Regions from separate parts of the Mus musculus genome. Here region 1 is linked to region 2. Evidence: chromatin contacts called from public promoter capture Hi-C data. All regions are on one chromosome and are shown on one strand. Each heading gives the region's core, a stretch centred on a gene start, on an enhancer-like site or on the middle of the called end of the contact. The rest is flanking DNA. Distances are from core to core; before and after follow the strand shown.

Region 1 (2,700 bases), core at 146-2,645, 1.2 Mb before region 2:
CTGGGATACAGTGCGATATTTCAGTGCACACATACAAAGAGCAGGGGTCACATTGGAATAATTAGCATCCCCACTGCTTTGTCATGACCTTAAGTACCTCTCTTCTTGATAAGATAGAATTCTAGAACTGTCTACATCATTCTGCCTGTTTTTTTTTAATTGAAATGGATTCTTCTCTCATCCCAACCACAGTTCCCCCACCCCACTCTTCCTAGCTTTTCACCACATCCGCTTCTCCATTCCTTTAGATCCATTCCCCCTCCCTCTCCTCTTCAGAAAGAAGTAGGCTTCTAAGAGATGACAGCCAAACAGGACCAAAATACAGTAAGACAAGGTAAAAGATCTCATACGGAGGATGGAGAAAGCAACCCGATTGAAGGAAGAGTCCTAAGAGCAGGCAGGAGGCCCACTAAAACATCAGTATAACGGCCACAGCTGCCTGCAGTCCTTTAAAGAATACAAGCAGAAACAAATTAGTGTGTCTAGATGCCCCTCTCAGTCAGCTTGCTGGATCTCATGATAAATACACTGGTGAAGATCTTCTAAGGAAGGCTGCCAGGAAGCAAACAGAAAAGCAAAAAGAAAAGCAAACAGCAAGTCCATGGTCCCAATGTCTTCTTCAAGGTCACGTGAGAATCTTCTAAAGTCCTTTCATTTGGCCTCATCTATCAAAGGTTCCACCACTCCCAACAGCACACGGGCTGGGGAACATTCAGCACGTGTGTCTTTGAGGGACAGTTTAGATCCAAACTACAGCAAACACTTAAGAAATAGAAATCTAAAAGAGGTAACCACATATTTTTAAATAAGACTTTGGGGGTGGAAATCTGGCGGAGCAGTTTAATAAGCACTCGAATAGCAAAATTACAGCAGCGCCTGAAAAGATTTAGAACAAGCCCAAGCCAGGCTTCAAGGTTTTTGCCGAACTGTGATTTTTCTGCGCCACCTTGTGGCCCAGACACGATTACTACACGTGTCAGGTAAATCATTTTCCCTGGTCAAGTACTAAGCCGCATTGCGCAAATCGGCTTCCACAAAAAATGCTGAGAAAATGGAGTCGGCCTTTGTTTGCAGGGATGAAAAGCGGCATGGCTCTCCCTCCTATTTGCTGCTTCATCATCTTTATTCTTTAATCTCATATCTCTTGCTCCACCCAATCCCTCCTCCTCGCGCCGTTTCCAGGCTGGACCTCCCTCCTCTAGCCCCACAACTCGGCAGCACTCAATGCTCAGCGGATTCCAGCCCCAGTCGCCCTCGCGGTCCTCCCTCGGGGTTCCCTCCTCGCCTGCTCCGGTGGCCCCCTCCTTCCTAGTCCTACAACTAAGCTCCGCCCCCTCACGCCGACAACCAATGGAGATCGGGCCACGCCCCTCGTGCTGCACGCCGCGTCCCTTAGGGTTTGAGGGCCCGGGAAGTGGGTCTGAACCCCTAACCCTGCGGCGGGCAGCGGTGGGCACCCTCCGGGTAGCCGGCGGCCATGGACTCCCAGGGGCTGAAGGTGAGCGGGCGGCGCGGGGCGTGGGCAGGGCGAGTGGACTGCGAGGTACAGGGTGGCTCGGGCAGCTGATGGTGAGAGCCTGCGGCCTTGGCGGAGATGCTGCGCCCCCCGCCGGGATGATCCCGAGGGCTCAACCACTGCCTTGCGGTTAACGGCCAGCCCCCAGCCTCCTGCTTATGTTGGCTTTGGACTTCTCCTGGGAAAGCCTGCTTAGTCTCCAAGTGTGATTTCTAGGGACTTAGCGAGCTAATGTCCTCTACCCGGCACTCACCTTTGCAAGCGGTTAACGAAAGTCCTTTAAAAGGAGGAGTATTATAGATTATGAAAATGGTCTTCCCATAGTTGCACTCAGCATATATTTCAGAAATGGTGAAAAACAAGGACAAGGTTTGGAAGCCTTTCGCGATCATTCCCCTCCCCTCCCCTCGCATCCCCTCCCCTCCCCTCTGTCCACTTTGGGACCTGTTCAGTATTTGTGGAGCGCTTTTTCTTGGGTGACTCCCGGAAGTTGGAGCTAGCTGAACAGACTCCTGGACATGAGATTTACTCATTCAAAAATCCAACACTGGAAAAAGTTCTTAGTACATTTAGCAAGCATTGGTTGACTGCCTTCTGTGTGTTTTGCACTATTTTCTAAGTACTTGCAATACTGCAGTAAAGGTGCTTAGTCTTGCAACTTTCACTTGATTTATGAGGGCTGACCCCACAAGCTATTAAACACATGAATGTCATGAGAACTACTGATTATATTCAGAGGACAGTGGGTGCTGACAGTTAGGGAAGACCGAAAGGTTTGGCTTTTTTTTTTTTTTTTTAATGAATTTCTACATTACCTTTTCAAGTTTTTCCTCCAACTCTTTTACATGTTTTATCCCTCATTTTATCCAAATGAGTTCTGCACTAAAACCACTTTAGTGATAAAACCATTATTAAACTTCTCATCACTTAGCACAGGAGCGAGTCGTGTCCTAAAACTGAGGCTGCTGACCTTGGCTTCTTCCCTTTCCAGTTTGATCAGTGCAATATTCTATCTAGAACAAGGTTCTTGAACAAGGAGTGGCAAGCACCGTCTACAAAATGCCAGATGGTACCTACTTTAGTATCTCTGTCCATCTGCAGTGACGTTGGTAAGCAGCTGTGGATGTACCTAAATGAAGGAGCATCCTCATATGCCAGTACATCTTCATGAGCTCTAACGTTTG
Region 2 (2,700 bases), core at 31-2,530:
AGCAGGGACAGAAGTCCGGATTTCAGGGTATGGTTGCTGCATCCTGGAAGAACACAATGCCTCTACTGTTTCATTGCCTAGGTTGACATGGAAGCTTATGGGATGAATCCTGAGTGCATCTGTTAACTAAGAGCTAAGCAGGGCCTTGCCCTGGGTTGCTTGGGGACCCTAATATTCTTATGTATAAAATGAGGCAAGTAGTAGATTCATGGAATAGTTAGGAGAGCAAGGCAGAATGTGGAAAATATGAGAAAGATGCTCTCATTAAAAAAAGAAAAGAACTGGGCAGTGGTGGCACAGGCCTTTAATCCCAGCACTTGGGAGGCAGAGGCAGAGGCAGGCAGATTTCTGAGTTCGAGGCCATCCTGGTCTACAGGGTGAGTTCCAGGCCAGACAGGGCTACACAGAGAAACCCTGGTCTCCAAAAACCAAAAAAAAAAAAAAATTAATTAATAACTAAGTAAAAATATAAAAAATAAATAAAAAGAAAAGAAAAGAAAGAAAGAAGGAAAGAAGGAAAGAAGGAAAGAAGGAAAGAAGGAAAGAAGGAAAGAAGGAAAGAAGGAAAGAAAGAAAGAAAGAAAGAAAGAAAGAAAGAAAGAAAGAAAGAAAGAAAGAACGAACACAAGGAAAAAACTCTATTAATAATCCCAGGCACCTTGAGATTCATTCAGGTTTTACTGAGAATTCTCACCAGTTCAAAGGAGTTTTTCTAAGACAGCAACCCTGATTTTTCCTCACTTTACTCCATCTCTTGCCACGGAGGAAAAGGAAAGGGGTGGTGGGGGAGGGAGCGCGGGGTGGGGGGCGGGACTGGAGAATACATTGCCCTAAGATTTCCTCCTGGTTTGCCAGTACTGTGGGTCTGTCTTGATGATCAAGCCACAGCTTAGGTGATCTCCCGTGGCCCTACTGGCACGGAAGGGTCTAAGGACCAGTTCTGCCTGGACCCAGGCAGATTGGAGGTCGGTCCTCCTAGCCCAGAGTGGCACTCGGCCCGCGGGACTTTCAGCCTTGTGCTGGGTCACCCACTTGGGAAAGCGGCGGTGGGACTTAGGGAGCCTGAGGTCGAGGTCCCCACGCTTCAGGAGAGTGACACCAGCGCCCCCGAGTGCCCGGGCTACGCGCAGGGCCCGCCAGGCTGGCGCTCCATCCTCCCCGCCCCCCAGCACCGCTCTTCCCGGTCCCCACCCTCTACGTCCCCACCCTCCTCCTCCGCCCCCGCCCCTCCCCCGCTCCCCGCCCCACCGCGTCCCAGCCGCCCTGGCCGTGAGCGCAGGCGGCCCTGCCACCGCACCTGCAAGGCGCTCGCTGCCTGCAACCGCTCGGCTCTGCTCGCCCCCAGCCCTTCGTAGCTTTCGCCTCGCGGTCGATGACTCCCTAGACCCCTGGCCTACGACCATGACCACGTCCCTGCAAGACGGGCAGAGCGCCGCGGGCCGGGCAGGCGCCCAGGATTCGCCGCTGGCAGTGCAGGTGTGCCGCGTTGCCCAGGGCAAGGGAGACGCCCAGGACCCGGCGCAGGTCCCCGGACTGCACGCGCTGTCCCCCGCCTCCGATGCGACCCTCCGCGGTGCCATAGACAGGTAGGCAGCTTCGTGGTGGTGTCCGGGTCAGCAATCCGCTCTTGGGGTATGGAGGCGGCCCAGGGGTGAGTGTGTGCCCAGAGCCGGACCAAGTTTGGAAAGTGTCTGAAGACAATTCCCTTGGAGCCAGATCCCGCGGGGTCAGGAGGGCACCACGATCTCCAGGTGCCCTGTTATAAATAGCATCACGGGGTGGTGGAGAGCGGTCTGTCTCACCTTTGCCCTTTGGGGTGAACCAGAAGGCTTCACTCCAGACTGACCACATTCAGCTGCTGGGTGGCCCTTTTCCTATTACACTATAGGCTTCAAAAATCCAAGCTTGAATGTGTTCACCTCCCACGTAGATAGAGTCTTCCAAGGACCCGGGAGAGGCAGAGCAGGGGTTGACATTTGAGCCGTCTTTATGTTCCACAGGAAAGGGCAGCGGCTTTCCAAGGTTTCTCATCTCCACAGCAATGAGCATTAAGTGCCTTTGGAGTTGTCATACTTAGGAAAGAAAAAGGCGAGAAGAGCTTAAGAATCCGTGGCTTTTTGCAGTCGCACATCTAAATACCACTCCTGCTTCTTTGTCAGGATTTGCAAAGCGCTCTGACTTCAGTCAAGTTAAAATAACTCCCCAGTGGCCTAGCGTTACATTCCTGCTAACACATTCTATTGACTTACCTTCCCAGAAGGACTGCCTTGGTGTTCTGTATCTATAAGCACTTGAAAAATTAGCAGACTGTGTGTGGGCAACATTGTGAATGAAATTCGAAGTGAGATGAACCACATCTATATTTAATAAATCATAACTTCCAGCAGTGATGAGTAAAAAAAAAATCCTGGGGATGAGTTTACTGGATGTAACTTACAGATTTTGTCAATTTAATAGGAGCCAGGAAATGGCACACTCCCCTGGGTAATGTTTGCATAAATCATGATGTAGCCTGTGTTGGTGTTCAGGAAAGCCCTAAGTACAGGAAATGGAGTGTCAATGCCTCCCAAGGCTTTTCTTCTTCTTCTTTTCTTTTTCTGTGAGATGGGGTGGGGGAGGTGGTATAGAATTATTTGTGGTAATTGGCATATTTTATTTTTGACCCATGGGCACGACATCCTTGCTCTTTCCTGTACACCT

The links. Promoter capture Hi-C pulls out the DNA fragments that hold promoters and counts their contacts.
Region 1: a promoter capture Hi-C map of pre-B cells shows a contact between it and region 2, with 7 times the contacts expected there. The contact joins the promoter of Ttc21b here to the promoter of Grb14 in region 2. A contact is called at or near these places in 2 of 39 promoter capture datasets (hippocampal neurons and pre-B cells).

Annotation. Positions count from the first base shown.
Region 1 is chr2:66,255,312-66,258,011 of GRCm38.p6, reverse strand. It overlaps Ttc21b (tetratricopeptide repeat domain 21B), which reads left to right and starts at 1,395. Exons shown (of 29, transcript NM_001047604.2): 1 at 1,395-1,498. The coding sequence starts at 1,478.
Region 2 is chr2:65,021,346-65,024,045 of GRCm38.p6, reverse strand. Grb14 (growth factor receptor bound protein 14) reads left to right here and starts at 1,280. Exons shown (of 14, transcript NM_016719.1): 1 at 1,280-1,586. The coding sequence starts at 1,402.